3 separate regions of the Sus scrofa genome follow, and regions 1 and 3 are each linked to region 2. A link is a contact called in public HiChIP or PLAC-seq and promoter capture Hi-C data. All regions are on one chromosome and are shown on one strand. Each heading gives the region's core, a stretch centred on a gene start, on an enhancer-like site or on the middle of the called end of the contact. The rest is flanking DNA. Distances are from core to core; before and after follow the strand shown.

Region 1 (4,272 bases), core at 1,289-3,788, 71 kb before region 2:
AACAAAAAAACAAAAAACTCTCCTTCAACCACTGCTGCAACACAAGACACCCCTGAAGAGTAGTCTCAGAACTCTGGAACATCAGTGACTCCTTACTGGGCTCAGCACTTTACAGTTTATCCTGAGCATTTTGGGGTCCATTTAAGCTTCATAGAAATCCTTCAAAGTGGGTGAGTCAGGATACTCAATTTACAAAAGAAAAAAACTGCCAACTGGCTTAAGGATAAAGAACCAGATTGTGGATGAACAAGGACCAGTATCCCGGTAGGACTCCAAGGTCAGTGGGTGTTCTTCTCAATATTATTGGGAATTCTTTTGTGGCACAGCAAGTTAAGGATCCAGTGTGTTGTCACTGCAGAGGCTTGGGTTGCTGCTGTGCCTCAGGTTCAATCCCTGGCCCAGGAATTTCCACATGCCGCCGGCATGACGGGAAAAAACAAAACAAAACAAAAAAACAAAACCAACAAACCAACAATATTATCAATGGCAGCTACCACTTTCTGTCTTTTTTTTTTTTTTTTTTTTTTTTTGGTCTCTATAGGGCCATACCCACAGCATATGGAGATTCCCAGGCTAGGGGTCTAATCGGAGCTGTATCCACCAGCATATGCCAGAGCCACAGCAACATGGGATCTGAGCTTCATCTGCAACCTACACCACAGGTCACAGCAACACCGGATCCTTAACCCACTGAGTGAGGCCAGGGATTGAACCCGCAATCTCATGGTTCATAGTTGAATGCGTTAACCACTGAGCCACGACAGGAACTCCTGGCAGCTATCACTTTTTGACCACAGTCTTTGTGCAAGGAAGACCCTGTCTAAATTGATGTAATCAACAATTGATTATAAACTAATCAATTGTATTTTCTGTAGATTGATTTAATCCTCTTCCCTTGCTCACAAGGCCATAGGAATGATTACTCCCACTTTAAAGATGTAGAAATCAAGGAGTTCCTGCTGTGGTGCAGTGGGTTAAGGATCTGGCATTGCTGCAGCTGCAGTGTAGGTCATTGCCATTGCCACAGCTGTGATGTAGGTCGTAACCTATAGGCTTGGATCTGACCCCTGCCCTGGGAACTCCATGTGCCAAGAGGCAGCCAAAAAATAAAAAATTAAAAAATAAATTTCATTTTTGTTTCCTTCTTCTTTCAACAGCCGATGTTTAGGGCTCCAAAGAGGTGCTCAGTCTGCCCTCAATGATGCTGCTTAACTCCTTGGAATCCACTTACTTTTTTTTTTTTTCCCCAGGCCTGTGGCATGGGGAAGTTCCCGAGCTAGGGATCATACTTGTGCCACAGTAGTGACTTGTGCCACAGTAGTGACAATGCCAGATCCTTAACCCAACAGGCCACCAGGGAACTCCAGAACCCATTTACTTTTGTGTAAAAAAGGGATTAATAATATTTGTAACACAGGATTATGAGAATCACATAAAATGATTTCCACAAAGCACATTGCAGGTGTAGATAAATGGTAGTTATTACAATAAAGAGGCAGTTTGTAGCTAATGGTCAGACTGGATTCCAGCTCTGCCACTTTGTACCGCTGATTTTAGGCAAGTTATTTGACTGTTCTGTGTCTCAGTTTCCTCATGTGTACGTTGAGGGAGACACATAAGATCATTTTAAGTAAAATAAGCCTGGTGAAGTTTGCCCATCATAAATGCTTAATAAAATTAGCAGTTACATTCTTCTACCCTACTTAATAATAATTCAGTTTGCTCCCCAGTTCCTCTCACCATACTCTGCTTTGCCCCAATAGTATTTATCACCTTCTAAGACAGTGAATAATGGAATTAGCCACTCTCCTGCCCTCTTTTACAGTACTCTACTTTTATTCCCAAACATTACCTATTACCTTCTAAAGAGCTAAATTATTTACTTATTTAGCATTTTATTGCTTGTTGTGTTATCTCCATCCAAGGCAGGAATTTTGCCCTGTTTTCTTCAGAAGGATCCCCAGCACCTAGAACAGTGCATAGTATGGAGGAGGGAATCAGTAAATATTAGCCATTATAATCACAGTCTATCCTCACCATCCTATTTAGTATAGAGTCTTTTCCCTGTTTGCTCTAACTCCTGATTCCTCTTAAAGAACTTTTTTTCTCTTTTGCAATATCACTTACTACCTCTTAGCATTCTAAGTAACTTACTTATTCAGTATCTTTATTTATTGCTAGTTCTGGCCCCACTCCGGTCCATCTAGATTGTAAGTCCCATAAGTACAAGGACTTTATAAAGTTTTCTCCCCTTATGCATGTTCAACACCTAGACAGTGCCTGACATATAGCAGGTAATTAATAGACTATCCGTTGAATGAATCATATATGGTGGAGCGCCAAAAACCCTAGAAGTGGAGTCAGAAGTTCTCTCGGGACTGTCACTGGATTCCCAGGTGGCCTTAAACGTGTTGCCTCCCAAATATGGGTTGGTTTCCCCTCCCGGCTGGGATCCTCCTAGTTTCACAGCCGCTCAGCCCGCCGGGAGGCGTCATGCCCTCGGTGGCCGCTGGGGGCGATCGCACACAGGGAAGCCCCGCCCACTTCCCGGGCGGCCGACGGGGGTGCATCTCCCCGCCTGCAGCTAGAGAAGCTGAGTCCAGCCGAGTTCGACTCATTTGTCTGCGAGCCTTCCCGCCGGCCCGCGAAGCCCGGCCATGTCCTGCTACATCTACCAGCTGCCCTCCTGGGTGCTGGACGACCTGTGCCGCAACATGGACACGCTGAGCGAGTGGGACTGGATGCAGTTCGGTGAGTTGTCCCCCTGCGACCCCGCTCAGCCCTCTCCCCACCTCTGTTTATGTGAATCCTGATCCGAGGGGCTTTCGGCGCTGCCGTCCTGGACCCGAGCCTCGCTGTTCCCCGGACAGGCACTGCCCCCTCTCTGGAGCCCAATGTGGTCCTCGGGAAGGTGTTAGGTGATCGTGGACGAGTTCTGCTATTACTCTGTTGCTGAGTAATGTCAGGCTCGACTTGCCTGGTTACAGTAAAGCTTAAACTGATTCCTGTCAGAAATGACTGGTTCTTTTTGTGTGCTCGGCCCCATGTAAGCACCTGACACGGCTTATCTCATTTAATTCCCACAGCGGCCTGGGATTTAGAGGTAGAGTCATTCGCGGAAGCGGATGGGTGGGGTAAGACATTGCTAAGTGGTAGAGTGGGATTTGAACCCCGTATCTGGCCCTGCCAGGATATTGCTTGTCCTTGGTGTAATTTGTTTGCGCCTGGTGATAGGCTGAGGTTTTGGCATCCGGGGGAGGCTGCGCAGCAGTGTAGCCCTCATGCGCCCAGAGGTCTGTATCCCAGTCTCCATCTCATCCGAGCTGGTGACTTTGGGCAAGTTGCTTAACCTCTCTGGGCCTCAGCTTCTTAATCTGCAAACTGGAGGTGGTGGTTAGAAAAAACTGTATAAAAAGCACTTGACCCCTTTTGTCAGATTCTTGTAAGTAATAAGGAAGTGTTAATTATAATTCTTAGTTTTATGTTTTAAGTCGGTGTGACTGGTGCCACTTTATTTTTTATTTTTTGTTTTTTTTTTTTGTCTTTTGTTGTTGTTGTTGTTGCTATTTCTTGGGCCGCTCCCGCGGCATATGGAGGTTCCCAGGCTAGGGGTCCAATCGGAGCTGTAGCCACCGGCCTACGCCAGAGCCACAGCAACGCGGGATCCGAGCCACGTCTGCAACCTTCACCACAGCTCACGGCAACGCCGGATCGTTAACCCACTGAGCAAGGGCAGGGACCGAACCCGCAACCTCATGGTTCCTAGTCGGATTCGTTAACCACTGCGCCACGACGGGAACTCCCACTTTATTTTTTAAGTAGTATCTATATGTTCTTTATTTTTTCCTTTTTTAAATTTATTTTTTCATTTTTTCACATTTTGCTAAAGTATAGTTAATTTATATTTTTAAAATTGAGATGATATATGCCATTTGTACAAAGAGTATATAATATACACTGGAAAGAGTAATAATAAAATGAATATGTATATGTTATCCATCCAGTTTGAAGAAAATAGTATATACATTTTAACCTAATTGTTCTCAACCAGTGGTGATTTTGCCCTCTTAGGGGATATATGTGGCTATCTGGAGACTTTTTTTTTTCCTTTTTTAGGGCCATACCTGTGGCATATGGTGCTTCCCAGCCTGGGGGTCTAATCCGAGCCACAGCTGCCAGCCTACGCCACAGCCACAGCAACGCCAGATCCAAGCTATGTCTGTGAGTTATACCACACCTCACGGCAACGCTGGATCCTTAACCCACTGAATG
Region 2 (4,032 bases), core at 41-2,540:
AGAACAGTCAAAGCCATGGAGATAAACCAAGTGTGTGTGTGTACTTGGGGGTGGGTGTGAGTTGCTTTCTGGAGGGGAGTGGTAATGAAAACAAGATTTTAGGGTAACGAAATGTTCTAAAATTAGATTACAGTACTGGTTGGACAACTCTGATTACATAAAATTACCCATAGAATTATATATCAGTGAACTTCATGCTATGTAAATTGCATCTCAGTAAAGCTGTTAGAAATACAAATACACAGTGGTTACTCTGACATATTTAATAATTTTTTTATCTTAAGGCTCCGCTTCTCTCTCATTTATTATATATATATTTTTTTTCTTTTTTTCTACAGATATTTTCACTCATGCTCTGGATCCTGTGTTTTTTCACATCTTCTTCAACAGTACTTTTGGATTACTTCATTCTTTTTGCCGGGTATTCTTTTGTATGGGTATTCTGTAATTTATGTGACTAGCCTCACTCACCGGATACTGTTTTCATTCTTGCTACTACAGGGCCGCCTTCCAAAATGTTACACCAATTTACCGTCAATTGGTGATATATGGGGGCACTTTGCCCCACATCCTTAGCTACAAATGATATTCTCATGCTTTTTGATCATTGCTAATCTAATGAGTGAAAACAATTTTATTTGCACTTTTTAAATGAGCCATTTTTTCATGTTAGCCTTGGTGATTTGTTTCTGTTCATCGGGTCATTTCCTTCGCCCACTAAATTATCTTCTTGCCAGAGTTTTAGCGTAGTTTAGGACATCAGTCCTTTGTCATGTGTTGCCAATATTTTTCCAAGTTTGTATGTTGTCTTTTAACTTTGTCTTTTTTTTTTTTTTTTTTGCGAGGGGTAGCTTTCTCCCTCTCTCTCGGCTTCTAATTTCTAATTCCAATTCTTTCATTTTCCGGGTTTGTCACTTGGTCTCTGAGCCAGTTTCCTCCTGTGTAAATGGGCTGATGAGGTTGGTGTCGGTTCACGAGCGCATCCAGATCAGAATGCGTCCGGCTAAGCGGAGGGAAAGCGTTGAGCAGCAGAGAGCCGCAATCTGAGAACCCGGGATCGCCAACGCCCCCTACCTCCATCGCTGGCAGACCTGAGACACTGCGGCCCAGCCTCAGCTTCGCGCTCTTACAGCACACGTGAGTGGCCCTGCCGGGTCTAGCGTCCAACCAATGAATGAGCTTCGTAAGGCGTAGGGCCCCGCCTCCCAGCCTCCTGACCAGCAGGCAAGCTCCGTCTTGCTTGGAGTCCCGCCTCTTTCCATTTGAGCAATGGGCGTTCTTCGTTCAGCGCAAGACCCGCCCCCGTCGCACGCCGGAGCTGCGAGCCGTAGGGCTCGTTCCGGGAGGCGGACGCAGCGAAGGCTAGTGTGGTCCGAGCTCCGGAGAAGCAAGGCCAGCCCCGCGGGGCTAAGGCTGTCAGCGAGCAGGCGGCCGGTGCGAAACCTCAGGGCCGTGGGGGGGGGGTGCGGGGTCGACGTCTGGGCCGCTGCAGCAGGGACCAAAGGCGGGGCGGGGCGGGCCCAGGGGCGCCCTAAGCAGGCGGACTGGTACGCCGCCGGCTTCTGAAGGGCGGCTCAACCCCTTGCGGCCCGGGGCTGGTCGGCGGGGCCGCGGGGGCAGGGCGGACTGCACGCCGGGTCCCGCCCTGCTCTGCGGCCCGTGCTCGGCGTTCCGGGCCTCCGGGCCGCGCGCCCGACTAGGGACTGCGGGTCTGGCCTCCAGGTGTGGATCTAACAGCTCCCTGTGGCCTTTCGGAGAGCTCTGACACCTTTGAAAGGCTTTGTATCGCCAGCTCCATCGTAGTCCCGGAAACGCTTTGACATCTGCAAAGTAGCTCTGTGCAAACTGAAGCGCTTGGTAATCGCGGAAGCACGTTGTGGGCTTGGAAACCGAATCGAACGAAGCCTTTGGTAAATCCTGGGATCATTTGGAATTCTCTGAAGCGCTTTGGAATCGCACACATTCGAAGCGCTTTGGCATCTCTGAAGCCTTGAACTGTGATGGGCAGTGGAAAGAAGGGGGAAAGGTCAGTGAGGCCAGACCCTGGCTCTGACAAATTGGCTTGCCCTACCCCAGGGGATCCTGGGATGGCGGGAGTCTGAGGAGCGGCTGCCAGCAGGCCTGGTGGTGGACTCCAGCCCCCTCTTTACCTTGCAGGTGCCCATGGCGTCGGAGCGGCGCAAGGTCAAGTACCACTGGAGCAGCACTTCGGAGCGGAGTTCCCGCAAGCGCAGCTGCCTCCGGGAGCCCAGTGATGTGGCCCCCTCCAGCCGGCCAACTCACAGCTCTGCAGCGCGTTCTGGAGGGGCCAGCAGCCCCAAGCGCCTGAAAGCCCAGAAGGAGGAAGATGTGGCCTGCTCGCCGAGGTTGTCCTGGGGCTCATCCCGCCGCAGAAGTTCCTCTCTTCTTCCTCCTCCCATTCCTCTGGCCCAGGTGTGGGTGGGGCCGCCTCCAAGGGAGGCCTGATTCGGAGCTCACAGGGGTTCCTTTCGTCAGGGGACTCCCCTGGCAAACCCTCTCTAGAAGAAATGGCTTCTCTAGAGGAGGAAACCTGCAGCCTTAAGGTAAGTGGCCTCAACGCCTAGCAAACGTTGAAGCTCTTTCCGCTTGGCTTGATATGTCGGGGGTGGGACTTTTTTTTGTTTGTTTGTTTTTGTTTTTGGTGAAAGGATACCAAAAAAAGATCTTGTCTCTTACGGTCTTGGGGTCTTCCCAGAGGTTGAAGCGCAGACTGCAAGACCAGGGGATGGCCTAAATACCGTGAAGAGATGGTTTGCAAACTTGGCAGCACTTTGGTACTATAAAATTCTTGTGCCTTTCTACCCTTGATCCAATTATGTTGATGTGGGCGGAGCTTCCAGGTATGTAACTATTCCTCAGGTGCCTGTAACCGTCAGTCAGCATGGAGACTCGCTGCGCTAGGAGGTGGATGGTGCGCTCCGGAGACACAGATGTATGTATTTTGGTTGTCAATTTAAGGAATTTTGCCCTTGTACTTTGAAACACAGAACCGAGAAAGAGTTTGGTTCTTCGTGTGGCTTTTAACTGATGTTATGGTTTTCAGAACCTTGGAATTTTGCATGGTGGGGCAGGGTTTGTTTTGGAGGCTAAACATTTGGTTCCCTAGCGGGAACACACAGGAGGATTTCAACATACTTGGGAGCAGAGTGAGGAGTGCCTCACGGAGGAGGTGCATTTCATTTACTCAATTTATGTTAACTTTTTTTTTTTAAGGATTAAATTTTCTCTGTGCATGTGTGTGTGTAAACTTTTTAAAAAGATTAATTTTCTTTGTGTTCGTGCATGTGCGTGTGTGTATGTGTATGCATACAGGTATGTATAACTGGACCGTAAGTTTGGAAAGGTTGTCTCCTGCAGTCTGCAGTTTCCTGGTTAGAGGAGAGGAGTCTTAGCTTATGTTGCGACCCAAGCTGTGTGAGCATCACCCGCCCCTTCAATCAGGTTTTGAATAAATGGTTATCGAGGGCCTGGTTTGTGCCAGGCAGTGTTTCTAGTTGCCTTCAAGGTTTTGGAGGTTGGGGCCTTGAGAGATGAGGGAGAAGTTCTGTACTTTGGGGAACAAAGGAAGGCTGGCTTGGGTGAAATGGGCTTCCCCTAGATAAAGTTGTTATAAAAAAAAAAAAAAATTGAGAGTTCCCATTGCAGTGCAGTGGGATCAGTGGCATCTTTGCAGCGCCCTGACATAGGTTCTTCAGAGGGCACAGTGGTTAAAGAATCCCGTGTTACTGCAGCTGTGTGTAGCTCCCAATGGTGGCTCGGATCTGATCCCATCCCTGGCCTAGGAACTCAATATGCTGTGGGGTGGCCAAAGAAAAAAACCAAAATTGGTCCTAAGGAAAGTGGTTTGTCCTTAACCCGTTGCTCAGTGGTTTCTTCTATGGAACTGAGAAGTGAGGCTGTATTTAGCCATGTATCCTCACTCAAGACTATCTTTGCTGAAGTGTTCTGGGTGTTTTCCACATGGACCTCATAGTCAGAACACTTGTATGGGCTCATGGATGATTTTTTTTA
Region 3 (4,083 bases), core at 1,484-3,983, 87 kb before region 2:
GTGGATTTGATTGAGAACAGCTGCCCAGGGGTGTAGCCAAAAACAAACAAAAAAGCCTAACTGTTCCATTCTGCCTGCTATTTCTTTTTTCTTTTCTTTTCTTTCTTCTTCTTCTTTTTTCTTTTTCTTTTTGTTTGTTTGTTTTTTAGAGCTGCACTTGAGGTATATGGAAGTTCCCAGGCTAGGGTCGAATTGGAGCTGTAGGTGCTGGCCTACACCACAGCCATAGCAACTCAGGATCTGAGCTGCACCTTAGACTTCCACCACAGCTAATAGCAACACTAGATCCTTAACCCACTGATTGAGGCCAGGCATCAAACCCGCATCCTCATGGATACTACTCAGATTAGTTTCTGCTGAGCCACAATGGGAACTCCCCCTGATATTTCTTTTAAATGTTAGGTCTGTGGGCTCTGTTAGGTATAGTGCTGGTCTATGGTCATAAATATGTGTCCCTTCTTGGCTTGGGCCATCAGGTGGGTTTTCAGTAAGTGGTAGGCCTGTAAGAGTCCTGGGCTTGGAGGCAGTGAGTATAAAATCAATGAGAAACAGATTTCCTGCTGTGGCCCAGCGGGTTTCAAACCTGACTAGTATCCATGAGGATATGGGTTCAATCCCTGGCCTCACTCATTGGGTTAAGGATCTGGCGTTACCATGAGCCGTGGTGTAGGTCGTAGACACGGCTCGAATCTGGCATTGCTCTGGATGTGGTGTAGGCCTCAGCTACAGCTCCGAATCAACCCCTAGCCTGGGAACTTCCATATGACACAGGTGTGGCTCTAAAAAGAAAAAAAAAAATCAATGAGAAACAAACTGGGTTGGGGAATCAGTGCCTACTGTGGGGTCTGCCCAGTCTCCTCATGGGCCTTGGCCCTGATCTGACACACAGGCTGGGTATTTGTACGATGGGAATTGGGAAGGCAAAACTCAGTTTTTATTCAAAGTACATCTCAGCCATTAACCCCTCTGGGGAAGATCTACCTAATTCTTTTCAGCTCAGCTAGTCACCTTCCACCTGTTCTTTTATAGCTATTAATAAAACATGTTCTACATCTATACTTCAATAAAAAAATTAAAAACAATCTACATGTCCTATACTTTCCCAGGAGCCCAGCAGATTTTGAGGGTAGAGACAGTACTTTACTCCTCTTTATGAATAGTAACTGCCACTTTTTGCTGCTTGCTTTGGGCTAGGCATTGAATACTTCCACTTAGTTCATACTTATAGGACATAGGTACTTCTTAAAAATGCCAATTTCAAATATGAATAATTAAAGTCTCAGAGAATTAAGGAGTTTTGCCCAAGATTGAAGTAAGAGTTTTAAGTAAGGGACACCCCCCACACACACCCCTGCCTTTTCACCTATGCTGGCCTCATACCATCCTTCTTGTAATTCTGTAGCAACTTCATGCCCTATGTCCAAGCTAGCAGCCCTGCTAATAGTGAGTGATCCAAGCATTGCTTATCAGTTTTGCTTCTGCAACCTTGCTTGCTCAGTTTCTTAGGCAGGAACACTGTCTGCTAGGGGAAAGGGGAGGTCCCTGGCTGCTTACATGGAAAGAACAAGACGCTGTATTGTATAAAAGCTGCTGAGACCAAAGACCTGGTGCTCAGACTCTGGAGCCTGAGCTCCTCTGAGCCTGCACAGGGGCTGAATAAACCCTTCTTTTGTCTGCATCTCCAAGTGCCCTTTGTCTCCTTCCGCTGCCAGGGTTTCTGCAATAAGATCACATACTTGAAGCTAAACCTGGAATGAGAACCCAGGTGGGTACGAATTACAGAGTGCAGAGACTGAACTATGAAAATGATTCCCTTTTCAGTTTCCTTTAATCTTTCTAATTATGTCCAGAAAAAAATTGACTTAACAACTAAACACTCAGTATCTAACATCTAACGCCTGGCTGTTTAAGAAGAGTGCAGGCTCAGCGCCTTTACGTTTGTTTAATAGATAAAACCCGGTAACTTGTTTTGAGATTAGTTCCACTGTACCCTTCTATAGTAAATGAATTTCCATTGACTGTAGTGATATTAAATTCCTTTTTGAAGTTCCCACTGTGACCTAACAGGATTGGCAGCATCTCTGAAGCGCCAGGACACAGGTTTGTGGGTTAAAGGATCCAGCGTCGCTGCACCCGCAGTATAGGTCGCAATTGCAGCTCAGATCTGATCTCTGGCCCAGGAACTGCATGCCCAGGTGGCGAAAAAAAAAAAAAAAAAAAATTCCTAAACATGTTTAATTGCTTGCGTATGTGTAGAACAACTTGGAAGGGAAGAACAAAAAAACTGATGATATTTGTTGCCTCCAGGGACCTCTAGGCGGCTGGGGGAAGTGGGATGATAGCTAAATTTTCACTTTATTCTACTTTTCTGTGCAAAATTCGAATTTTGTGACCCAAAATGGAGACAAAAGAGAAAAATGATCAATGAGAAAATTATTAAACAGCGCAGATGTTGGGCAGGATATAACAAAAACCACGAAGGTCTTAAGAGAATGAATGGAGCTAAAGAACGCTGTGCCAAAAACGTATGGGTCGCACATGAATCCAACTTATACGGGAAACCGGGCATCCGGATAGCCAGTGATAGCCTCGGCCTCAGCAAGGTCTCGGCCCCTGCTTAGAGGATGCACCTGCGCATGCGCGCAGCCTCAAACCAGCCATCTTAGGGGGTGTAGCCCACCCTCTCCATCGAGCGCGCGCGAAAACAGCGCGCAGGCCCGGGGACGCGCACGCACGCCCCGCCCCCGCCCCGCCCGGCGAGGCCCGGGTAGTCCAGGCTGTCCGACGTAATGCCCCGGAAGGCTGGGAAGGCGGGGAACGCGGAAGAGGCCCGGGCCGGCGCGGAGGAGGCGGGCGCCGAGTCTGGCACGGAAGAGTCTGACTCCAAAGAGCTGGGCGCCAAGGAGATGGAGGCCGGGCGGTCCCGGCCTGTGCTGCGCTCGGTGAATTCGCGGGAGCCGTCCCAGGTCATCTTCTGCAACCGCAGCCCGCGCGTCGTGCTGCCCGTGTGGCTCAACTTCGACGGCGAGCCGCAGCCCTACCCGACGCTCCCCCCCGGCACGGGCCGCCGCATCCACAGTTACCGAGGTAGGTTGGCCGGGGTCGTCCTGTCGCGCCGGGCCGCGCCGCCGCTTTGTCCCCGTGGGCAGCGAGCGCCTGCCGTCGCCCGTGCTGAGCTGCGCCCAGTGCTCCAGGCCTGATAACAACGGCAACCAACGGTGGCACGTCTCACCGAGTCCCCTCCCGATCCGGGAAGGCAGATGCTATTGTCGTTAGTATTCCCATTTTACCCTTGAGTAACTGAGGCCCCAGAGAGGTTGACGCTGCCAGTACGTGACAGCCCATTGTTCTAAAACTGAATAATTTGCATTTGATGATGGCCACATGTGTATTCCATCCCTGACGCCCATTTGTTCTGTATGTGAAGGGGAGAATCTCATATCCTCTGATGTGCCCAGTGGGCCAGCTCCGCCTCAGATCCCTGCGTTCATGAAGTACATGGTCCAGTGCAGTAGACGAGACAAATGCATAAATAGATAAGAACTAGCCAGTGTCCTAAGTGTTGTGGTTGGAGCAGAGTTCGGCGGGGCACCAGCTCAGAGAAAGGGAGGGGTGTGCGCTTTCGGAGAAGAAAGAGAATTCTGCAGGGTTTGAATGGGATCTAACCAACCGGGTTAGGAGGTGAGAGTAATAGGCAGAGTGAACCTACCACCTGGGGTCTTGGGGAGAGGAGAGGGTATGGAATGGTGGGAGAGGAAGCCTGAAAGTTTACTTTATCCCTGAGAAATGGGGCCATTGAAAGTTTTAAGCAGGGAATGGCGTTGCCAGACATAACACTGAAAAGCTTACCAGGTGGCAAAGTGGTTTGGAGGGGAAAGACTACTGGTAAAGGTTAAGAAACTGTCCTAGTAACCCAGGTGGGGGATATCTAGGCTTTACTGCCCAAGGAGGCAGTCATCTTCCTTGGCTTTCAAGAAGAGAAGTTAATACTTGCTTAATTTTCACTACCTTCCTTGCAAGATTTTTTTTTTTTTTTTTTTTTTTGGTCTTTTTAGGGTCGCACCCGAGGCATATGGAGGTTCT

The links. Promoter capture Hi-C pulls out the DNA fragments that hold promoters and counts their contacts. HiChIP or PLAC-seq counts read pairs in DNA pulled down with a chosen protein or histone mark.
Region 1: a promoter capture Hi-C map of fetal skeletal muscle shows a contact between it and region 2, with 2.4 times the contacts expected there. The contact joins the promoter of IRAK2 here to the promoter of TATDN2 in region 2. A contact is called at or near these places in 2 of 5 promoter capture datasets (fetal skeletal muscle and liver), 4 of 47 Hi-C or Micro-C datasets (blood, embryonic fibroblasts, heart right ventricle and 1 more) and 1 of 2 datasets of contacts at active chromatin or transcription factors (alveolar macrophages).
Region 3: an H3K27ac HiChIP or PLAC-seq map of alveolar macrophages shows a contact between it and region 2. The contact joins the promoter of VHL here to the promoter of TATDN2 in region 2. A contact is called at or near these places in 2 of 5 promoter capture datasets (fetal skeletal muscle and liver), 2 of 47 Hi-C or Micro-C datasets (embryonic fibroblasts and skeletal muscle) and 1 of 2 datasets of contacts at active chromatin or transcription factors (alveolar macrophages).

The regions. Positions count from the first base shown.
Region 1 is chr13:66,348,068-66,352,339 of Sscrofa11.1, forward strand. It overlaps IRAK2 (interleukin-1 receptor-associated kinase-like 2), which reads left to right and starts at 2,539. Exons shown (of 13, transcript XM_021069319.1): 1 at 2,539-2,751. The coding sequence starts at 2,658.
Region 2 is chr13:66,420,182-66,424,213 of Sscrofa11.1, forward strand. It overlaps TATDN2 (putative deoxyribonuclease TATDN2), which reads left to right and starts at 1,291. Exons shown (of 9, transcript XM_003132363.6): 1 at 1,291-2,026; 2 at 2,158-2,398; 3 at 2,401-2,564. The coding sequence starts at 2,164.
Region 3 is chr13:66,331,802-66,335,884 of Sscrofa11.1, forward strand. It overlaps VHL (von Hippel-Lindau disease tumor suppressor), which reads left to right and starts at 2,734. Exons shown (of 3, transcript XM_003483214.4): 1 at 2,734-3,087. The coding sequence starts at 2,790.